Linked DNA regions of Zea mays: region 2 is linked to region 1. A link is a contact called in public Hi-C data. All regions are on one chromosome and are shown on one strand. Each heading gives the region's core, a stretch centred on a gene start, on an enhancer-like site or on the middle of the called end of the contact. The rest is flanking DNA. Distances are from core to core; before and after follow the strand shown.

Region 1 (5,405 bases), core at 354-2,853:
AATGTTTATCAGGCAACTCATAAAATTTGTATAGCTCAAAGTGACAAATCGGTTCCTCTTTGAGTCTCACAAATTTTTACCCACCTACTCTATATTTTCTCTACGCATATCTGCAACATTATATGCACGGACTTGGTTATGATTATGAAAATAATGGAAATGGAATGCAATAGCGAGCAAAATAAGTGGCTGATTCCTCCTTTCATTCTAGAAAAATAACATGCAAAACAGGTAGGTGGAATTCATAAAAACTGTCATTTTAATATTTGTATTTCAAACTCCTAAACCAAGACTGTAATATGATTTCATGGACTATGCAATTTTCGTTTTAATGCATGCATATCACAGAAAGGGTAGCATACCTCGACAACAAATTTGAAAGCACATGCAACATTAGCATTGCTGCTAACTACGATCACAATGTAAACATTACTGATCCTCATATAAAGGAAGGAGCAGCCTCCTATTTGACGAACAGGGCATGTGCCAAGTTCTTTTGTTTGCATGATATGCATTCTGAACGCATCAACCATATTTCCCCTGCATAAACATACATGAAAACACTAGTCACTAAATTTATGTTGATCAAGATAAAGTAAACAAAACATGTGAATAAAGGCACCAAAATGATGCCAAATAAATATAAAATAGTAGAAACAAGGGAACAGATGGTGGTAGTAAATTAGCGTCGTCATGAAAAATAAGCCATTTTAAAAAAGGAAATAAAATGACTTACTGAATATATGCCTTATACTAGTGTAAGTGAAACAATATCGCTTGGTACGAATGTATAACAAACAAAGATTGTTTCAGACTCAAGCTGTCAAAATGGGGTTCAGTTCATAAATTTTCTCTGCAGATATCACTAATGCAAAATCGCACTATGAATGATCAAGTCAACTATGCAGCAATCGACTTTGTGAGCACTCGCTGATTCGCTACAACAAAATTTAGTCCCTAAGCAAGTTGGGATAAACAAGTTGTGGATAGTCTGGAAAAAAAATCTAGTAGCCTAGTACACAGACACATCTTTTAGACAGTCCTAGGTGAAGCACTCTAGGTGAATCTAACGAATTCACCGATTAAGTGATTAATAATCTATTTTCTAGATTCCAGAGAGCAAGCATACCGAGAATTAAGCATCCTTCCAAAAATGTAACGCTCGGCATGACTGTGACACGACCCAATTTTAGCAGCTAACGAATCAGATCAGCTAGGACTGCTTCCCATCTCGGTCCAAGCGGAATTTTCAACAAGAAAAATGGATGAAACTATATAATCGCGATCTACGAAGATGCGAGCTAGAAGCGAACTAATCGGTCCCTCCCAGGGCCGTAGATCTAGCGCTCCAAGCCCACCGCGGCACAACATACCCAACATCATCACGGTAGAGGCGGTTGATGAGGACGTCCCCGCGAAGGTTGAGGAAGTAGATGGCCGACGCTGCCACCGGCATCGTCGCCCGCCTTCCCGCCGCCCTTATCTCGCGGCCGGTTCCACGGGCGCGCCTTCAGGTACAACTCGAGCGACGGTGATCTGCTGAGTCCGTAGCTCGCCGGACGGTGAGGAGGGCGCGGGGTTTGGTTAGATCTGGCGGCAGCACGAGGTCTTCCCCGTCCGGGACGGGAGCTTACGGTGTGTTCTTTTTTGCAGAATAGACCTTTCTGGATGGCATATTTGCTTGGTCGTAGCGTCAACTTTTAATTTAAACTTGTGCTGAGTTCAGACCTGGATTTTTCCCCGAAAAGAAAACAGTATAATAATATTGAAAAAAACCCTGAAACGGTGGTAAAAATAATTTGGATTGTTTAATACAAAGAAGTAGAAGAATGGTTTAGGTACTACCTTGGCCTCGAGAAATTCTAATCCAAAACATAAATATTTAGGATCTATTTAGGATAGCTCCATCAACACTATATTTATTAAAAAAAATCAGCACTATATTTATTAAAAATAGATTTACTTCACGAAAAGTTACACGAATCGTCTAGCTCTATAAAATTTGGATTAGAGTAGATCTATGGTTAGATTCACTATTTTAGTAGAGCTCCTCAAGGATGCTCCAACAAACTTAAATTGTTGAAGTTAGAAATAAAATACCCACACTATCACTCGTTACACAACGTATCAATTTATTGTATTTCTCTCTTCTTTCTCGGTTTGTGTTTTCTTTCTTTCCTCGTGACTACTTAGAAGAGAAATGACTTTAAATCATTTTCTATATTAATTTTGTTGTTTAATGACCATTACAATGATATAGACTGACTAGTCTGACAAGTATTTGATTCATAGGTTTATAAGATTGACTTCAGAGTTTCTAAGTCAGAAACCGTTTAAATCCAGCCTTAGAGGGATAAATCTTGGGATAAAAGAACTAGCAATAGTTCTATACTATGGATAAATTCTAAATACCTCTAAGAACATATTCGATAGATTAAAGAGGTTGGATAGCTCTGTTTCAACTGTCCACTTTGAACCAATTTAAGCTAGAAAAGGAATATGAGTTGGAGAAAATTAAACAACCATGTTTCATGGCTTATACTAGTTGGAAAGTCACTAGATATGTTTGTCTAAGTCATAGAAACACCCTCAAGTTTAGCCAAACTCGTTTGAAGAAAAAATGCTCAAGTTTGGCCAAACTTGGTCTATGTAGAGGCACATCATACCGATCCGGTGGTCCACCGGACCAGATGCGTAGAGGGGTCTGGAACTGGTCTCCGACGGCTAGAGCACTGGACCGATCACGTGGGTCGTCACACCACTTTTCAGAGAGGTTATTTTTGAAGCCAAAGAGGAGCTAACTGCTAGCGTGTCGCCCGGTCCGATGGTGCACTGGACCGTCTGATAGAAAAACGGTAATCTCCAACTCCAACAACTAGGTTGATGTGGCAGAGGTTCGATGGCATGTCAGATCGGTCTGGTGCCTCTAATAATACTAAGACTGGGTGTTCGGGTTCGGGTCGGGTAGTTCGGGTTTTGATAAATTCGGGTAATAGAAATTGTTACTCAATAACAGCCAACAAAAAACACTACCCGCAATTTCGGGTTCGGGTATACCCAATTTACCCGAGCGGCAAAGGACCGACGAGCGCCTTCGAGGAGAGGGCCTAGGCCTCCGGGCATGCGGGCGCCGCCACCGAGGAGAGTGGAGAAAGGCGCCTGACGGTTACTGCTACTGCTAGGTTATGGAGGGGACTAGCTCAAGTCATTGGAGTGTTGGGCATCAGTCCATTTCCAACTGCCGTCGAGCATAACGAATGAAGCAGATGTGCCCTGATGGGCTCATGGGCCATCGCACTCGCACAGTTAGACTGGATTATAGACTCCACGTCTCCACTCTCCACGGTTCGCATGTGCAGCAACTCGACCAGATCTATAAGAGGTCAAGTATGAAAACCATCTGCCCGACAGTGATTTCCCACACTTGAACACATATAAACCCAGTGGTCCAATGAAATCGTGAAGGATCTCAAACTTTTCTTTCTCAACCAAGATCGTAATAAATTAACATTCACGGTATCACGTGACACAATATTCCATGGAATTTAAGATAGATCGAAGTGAATAAAGTTATTACAACTTAGTCGGCACGAAGGCCCAAATAACATAAAAGTAGCATCACCGTAGTGATTAGTTTTAGCAGAAGCAGTTATTCAAGTAGCACCCACCACACATGTGGGTTTCCAAAATACATTGTGAACATTAGGGTTGTGTCAACCCACCAAAAGCATTAGAAGATAATGGAGAAGCCATGCCCATGGCCTAGTCATCTCCTGTAGCCAGGTATAAGCAGTGCTCACAATATCCATAGAACATTTGGCCATCTGCAACAACATTGGGAGTAGAACCCTGAGTACTGGAATGTACTCAGCTAGACTGACCCGTCCAAAACCAGGAAATAAGAAGGTAAAGGACTCCAAAGGATTATGCAAAACTTTATCTGGGGTTGGCTCTTTGCTTTGTAAGAGTAACATGAGTTAATGAAGTTATTAACAGCTTAAAAGGGTATCAAGTTCATTTATCCACTTTTAGCAGTTCAATGTTAGTACATGTTCCGCTGTAGAACTAGGTTTGCACATGATTCTCTAATTGTTCATTGCCAATTTCACTATAAGTCTAATTGTAACTTTATTGAAGAATCAAGTTAAGAAAGACTGTTGATGTTTAATCAAACAAGATTAACCCAACCCTTGATTTTGAAGCATAAGTATCATCATTCTTAATCCCTCTCTTCATTCTCATAGAAATCATAGTTCTTTTTACGATGAAATAGCTCAAGTCAAGTGCCAACTATCCAGGAGTGATGGCAATTCAAATGGTTTACTGGCTAGTTGGCGGGGTAGTTCTAACACAAATCATACCCACAATACCTCGTGAGATACAATCACCACCTCACTCATTCTAGCAGTAGCCTCGCTGCACATCGTGGATTCCACAAGGGTCACCATACCTAGGGACCGCCCGACTACTAGAGGGTCAGGGTGTACCATACACCATGGGTCATCTCGTTGTGTCCCTGTCACTCCTCACTCACACCAATAAGTGCACCGCGAGGTCGATCCGGTTGGAATGTTGTTCTGGATTTGCGGTCGAAACAAATTATTTGGTCAAGTGTTTAGGCATAAATTGAACATGACTCGAGGGACCACAACGGTACGATCCTTAATTGACATAGACGGGATCACTATGGCCTACATTCCCCATAAGACTCTGTCCGATCTCAATTTTAACCTTTACACTACCATGGATATTACCTGATGACTTTATCCAAACCAAGCATGAGGTAACCACCTATATCTCGCATGTGATAGGAAATCACCGACTTCTACTGTCTAAGCAGGTCTAAGCATTTTTTAAGCGTACTTAAATTAACCAGGTGGCAAGGATAGGGTAAACAAGGTAGTTAAGGATAAATACAACAATTGTTTGCAAACAACTTCTACACCTAATGCAACAATCGTAGACAAGTAGTGAATAAATTAAATTACTACAAAACATAGGAAATTAGATGTTGGGGCTCGCCTTTCTCGAAGGAACCAGGGCGGTGATCAGGACACTCCTGAGCTTTGGCTTATGGTTCACCCTCTTCCACGAGAATTCCTTGTAGCTCCTCGGCAATCCCTACTGGCACTTCCTCCTGTGATCATGTATGATGCATGGATGCAATATGAGAATAGGTGATGCTTAATGGAAGAGATGCATGATGCTTATGGGTGCATGTGGTTTGCAACATTCTTTAAGGTTCAGAGGTTACTACCAATCGGTTTCTATAAGATAGTCTACATCGTCCAAGAACATGTAGTCTGTTTTTTCTTGGTTGATCCTGATTATCATTTTAAGAAATTATACAGCCTATCACCATTTACACCACAAGGTATTTCTACCTAGCAGGGTTGACATGTATA
Region 2 (5,430 bases), core at 2,587-5,086, 270 kb before region 1:
CCCAAGGTCAGCTCACATCATCCGTTGGTGACGATGCTTTGCTGTCCTGTTCAGGACATCCGAATGAGGCACCCTACTTCCGACCACGGCAGTTAGCCTGATTGTTCAGAATTCGGCATTTTGCAACTAACACAATAACACGTTGTGCGGTTATTTAGCTGGCTGGTTGCAAGTAGGGGTGATAATGGGCTCTCAATTTTGTGAAGAAACATGTAGATCACGATCCATTATCACCCTGGCTGCAAGTCCACAACTGACAACAAAAGAGAGAGATAATATCTGCACTTTCGTCGGCCATCTTGGTATACACCTTTAATTAATTCCGAATGAAATGTCCCCACTCCCCACTATGGCTTAGCGAACTTGAATCCAATAGCTAAGAAAAGCCGGTGTAAAGCTGGAGAAATGGTAGCCGCATCCCGCATATGCTTCAGCTTTAATGGAAGAGCATAACTTTCGCGTGGCTTGATCACGCTGGATACAGCTGAAGAATTGATTCTACCCAGCTTTTGTTCCCAGCAACTTTGAGCTTATGGTAGCCGAGGTGACACCTTCCTTTGCTTTGCTGAAGCAGTTTTATTATGCTCTTATGTGTAGCGATATCCGCTTGTCAACAGTTTTATTATGCTCTTATGTGTAGCGATATCGAATATAAAAGAAAAGATCTGGCGCGCATTACGGAATGCTGTTTCTTGGTCAGTAAGCCCATGAAAGGCTGACAGTTCCCATACGTAGGAAAGCCCAGATCAAGTGCGTACACTGCAGCTTTACCTTTAGATCAAATCCAATTCTAGTCCCCATTTCCCCCCCCCCCCCCCCCCCCCCCCCCCCCCCCCCTAGTTACTACCAACTTGCTAACATACTGCCACGGTGCCATGCTGCCTTCTGCTGAAATTATGCATTCTGTCCTTTGAACCACACCGTGTAACCCACTTGTCAGTTAGTTGTCACTGACTGATTCACCACTACTCGTGTCACCTGGGTTATCCTGTTTGGCTCGAAAACGGCAAGAAGAGCCGAGCTGTTGCTGTTTGCTGAATCGGTTTGGCATGTGACGCTACAACATAGATCCACAGTTTCTCTTTTCGTAGTGCCAACTTTCTTTATGGTGTAAAGTAAGGGCCAGCAAGTGGGGTCTGCCCTTTTCCACGTCCTGGCATCAAAACTATGGAAAAAGCTGGAACTTGGTTGCCCTTGTCGTTGCTTTTCCAGCTAAGCAATGATTTAACCCATGGATCTGATTACTTCCTTGGTTCTTTCCATCCTCACATTGCCATCATGCTATTGATTTATCCCCTGTGCACTATATATATATACACACACACACTATCAAGATCGTTCCACATTTCTGTCTAGGGCAAGCTTATAACTTTTCCCATTTTTATTCACTGAAATTTCGACCAGAATTTTTTTTATCTCGATGGATGAGTGTATGCTACACCTCCAAGGTCCTGTTCAGCTGTATCAGTTATGTTTGGTTTCATATGGTACAGAACTACAGATAAGAGAGTTATCATGCCTGGGTTGTTTTCTTTTGCTAGGGGTTTTTTACGCCCCTTTTCACCTTCTTAATATAAAGACACACAACTCTCTTGCTAATTTGAGAAAAAGAATCGTGATTTTTCCAGAAAAAAAAACAGGGGAAAAGTGCTACACTTAAAGCAGCATTATGCATATACCGGCTATTTATCACAGCATGAATTCACTCTAACCGATTCATCAAAAAAAAAAGATTCACTCTAACCGTAATAGTTTTCCATGTTGTCAGCTCTTAAGGTGGGTAATGAGGAATGCAGGAGTGGAGTCCATCTCTAACTCATTCGAGGAGTAAAACAGCAGACTTCAAAGTGCGATATTGGGTCAGATTGATATGACGCAAACCTGAAATCTACAGCACAGAGATGATTATGGGGTTAGTTTACTTTGCAGTATACAAGGCAACCACATCTGATTTAAAGACCAAGGAATATATTTAATTCTCTCTATAACACTATATCGATATACATTTGTATACAGAGAACACGTCTTATATTATAGGACAAGAACAAAAAATAGTCACGCCTTATATTCTGGGACAGCTTGCTTTGTTCTTAACATGAAAGCACAAGTGAATGCTCTGACCTTATTAATGTGACTAGTGGTTTTGGGAAAAGAAGACAACATGATGATCGTTTGCCTCGTGTTCTCCAATATATGATATCTTTCTACTCCAACCAATCTTCCATTAACATAGTTGACTACGTGCGTCCACATGATATGACAAGGCAAAATAAAATAAAGCTAATAATTGTGATCTGTGCAGGAACTATAAATTTCATTCTGACGGTGTGGCGGTACGAATTTGGTCAATACTAAATTGATTCTGTTTCCTGTCGGAACTCTTAAAATTTGAGAAAATATAAACTATATTCAGGGTTGTGAAATTCTTGATAAGATCTTTTTGTGAAGAAAAAAACAAAAGGACAAAATGGTATGGACGGAATAATAGAAATAGACGATGGGTTAGAAAAGATGTGTGCACGCTGTTACTGGATGCATTCGATATCACCTTGTCGGGTGCATTAGATATTGCCATAGTACAAATGCTTTTTTAGTAGTTCTTTTCTGCAGTTGTTTATGTGTTTATTATGCCTTCAGCGAGCTGCTGTAGTTCCATTCACTTTATTTTCTTTGGCACGGCGATAGCCTTTTCTTTCTCCACTCTATTTGCACCCGCCTGTATGGTATTCCACACTGATGCTGATGCTTAGGTGAACTTCCGTGGTTACATAAGTACGAGAAAACATTGAGCGTCGTTTTGCACTGTTCTGCTGGTCATCTTCCAAAATCAAAAGCACCCAAAATTAGGTGGCCTTAATCTTTCAAATGAATAGAACTGCACATCTCCCTTGGCCTGCATGGCCCCCAATTTTTTTCTGTCACCATCTTCGCTTCATGTTGCTGTCACACTGCTGACCCCACTGATTGGCAATGATTTGTTCATGCCATCCAAAAGAAAATAAACACACTGCCTGTTGAATCAGTTCGGCCTTGATGATCTGGTCCATTGCATTAAACTAACTTGTGGTCTAGTCGCCTAGTTCTACAATATTCATCAGTGGCTCCTATCATGAGTTGCTTCAACCAAGACCTAGGACCAGTGTGACCTATTTTTAGATAATAAAGATAACCTCTGACTTTTGTGTTGATTAAGGGTCTGTTTGGCACAAAGCTAACTGTTAGATGGCTAAAAATCAGTCAAAATTATCTATAGCGGATATGACAGAAAAGCTAATAGGTGAGCTATTTTTACTTAACGTTGTAACTAGTTAGTCAAATAGCTAGCCAATTGTAGCTAATTTTCAGCACGAACTAGCTATGAGTCCGTCTTTCATTGTTACTCTGTTGTTTGCCTAATCTAGACCTTCTTTTATTAATGTAACCGATAGCTTTCCGGCTTGGTTCTTTTAAGAAAGGACCTATCTAGCAAGCACTCAATTGTTATAGTGCCCAAAAACAATATATAAGAGTAAATTCCTAGTGAAATTAGACTAGCTAATAAATAACTAGATAACTATTACCTAATTTGCTAAAAATAACTAATAGATAAACTATTAGGTAGACTTTTTACATATCTTTAACTAATTTTAGCAGCTAATTAATTATTAGATCTAGTACATTCAAACGTCCCTTTAAATCGATCTATTTGTGCGTACAAATTGGGGATAGCTCGTGCCGTGCTGTCAAAAACATCCTCCCGCCAGCAAAAGCCGTGGTTCGAAAATTGGCGACGACTGATATGGGATGCAAGCATGATGGAGAAAATTATGAGGCATGAGAAATAAATTGCATTGTTGCTGAAACAACTCTATTTATTTCATCCGAATTCACGTACTTCTACTTCTGTCGTCCTTTCATCCGAGCACTCCCTTTCTCATGTCTGCCAAGGGAGACAAACTAGGTAAAGGGAGGCCATGAATGGCAGCTGCAGAGAGGAAAAGAAAACGAAAGCAGAGCGGCAGCGTCGGCCCAGCACCCAACCACCACCACCATCTCCTCCTCCCCCACTCCCTGTCCGCCTCTACCGCTCGCGAAATACTTCCCCCTCCCTGTCAGTCTCTACCCAGTCGCCGAGTCGCGTATGGTTTGGTCTCACTGATGTGTACTCCGTAGCATCAATTCCTCGGAGGCCGGCTCATGGCTCACGCTGGCAGCATCTCGTGATCTGTGTCCCCCTTCTCCGCTCAACATTTCCCAGCTCCTGGAAAGCTCAGCTGCGTAGATACGAGCACAGGCACCTAATCCGTAGCTACCTCTCTTGCTTCCATCATATCATATGGGCACAATTATTTGGATTTTGGAGCAGAAACTCACGATAATGCCGTTCTCCAGTGAGCTGCTAGAGCCTGGCAGTCTCAGGAGGGATTGTCTCAATATTTGAGATAGAGGTAGCTGAGATTTATAAGCACTGGGGCTCTGTTTCTTTATCCTTTCCTTCCCTTTCAGCCCACCGGCCGGGGTTGGTTGTTGTCACCGTGTGCTTCCGTCGTCTCCCATGGCGGCAGTGGCGTCTTCTCCTCCTGCGACAATTGCTGGGCCGCAGCCGACGTGGTTGCCCTATGAGCCAACCAGGGACTGCTCCCAGGGCCTGTGCAGCATGTACTGCCCGCAGTGGTGCTACTTCGTCTTCCCGCCCCCGCCCCCGGCCTTCGACATCGCCGGCCCCGGCGGCGGCGGCGGCGACGACGACTCCTCCGGCCCCACCTTCTCGCCCCTCGTCATCGCCATCATCGGCCTGCTCGCCAGCGCCTTCCTCCTCGTCAGCTACTACACCGTCATCTCCAAGTACTGTGGCACCTTCAGCTCCCTGCGGAACATGGTCTTCGGTTCCCGCAGGGGCCGCGGCCGCGGCCGTGGCGGCGGCGGCGGCGGCGGCGGCGGCGGCGATTCAGGGGCTCAGGTGCCGTGGGGCGCCATGCCGCCGGACGGGCTGGACGAGACCCTGATCAACAAGATCACGATCTGCAAGTACAAGCGCGGCGACGGGTTCGTGGACAGCACCGACTGCTCCGTCTGCCTCGGCGAGTTCCGAGACGGCGAGAGCCTCCGGCTGCTGCCCAAGTGCAGCCACGCGTTCCACCTGCCGTGCATCGACACGTGGCTCAAGTCGCACTCCAGCTGCCCGCTCTGCCGCTGCAACATCGCCTTCGTCACCGTCGGCGTCGGGGCGGTGTCGCCGGAGCCGGAGCCGGAGCGCCGCGCCCCGCGGGAGGACCGCGACTGGAGGAGAGACAACCCCGAGCTGGTCCTGACGGTGGGCGGCCCCTCCTCGGACCCAGTGCGTGGCGCACCGCAGAGCCAGAGCCAGAATGCGGTCAGCGGCAGCGGCGGTGACGACGGCCAGGATGCACTGGCGCGGAAGGATTGCCCGGAGAGATCGGAGGAGGGCAG

What was found. A called contact is a pair of places that touch in the nucleus more often than the background predicts.
Region 2: a contact with region 1 is called in a Hi-C map of leaf, with 2.9 times the contacts expected there. The contact joins the promoter of LOC103627577 here to the promoter of LOC100283476 in region 1. A contact is called at or near these places in 2 of 25 Hi-C or Micro-C datasets (ear and leaf).

What each region holds. Positions count from the first base shown.
Region 1 is chr5:206,454,722-206,460,126 of Zm-B73-REFERENCE-NAM-5.0, reverse strand. LOC100283476 reads right to left here and starts at 1,603. Exons shown (of 13, transcript NM_001156376.1): 1 at 1,374-1,603; 2 at 363-540. The coding sequence starts at 1,456.
Region 2 is chr5:206,722,139-206,727,568 of Zm-B73-REFERENCE-NAM-5.0, reverse strand. It overlaps LOC103627577 (E3 ubiquitin-protein ligase Os04g0590900), which reads left to right and starts at 3,836. Exons shown (of 1, transcript XM_008647878.4): 1 at 3,836-5,430. The coding sequence starts at 4,535.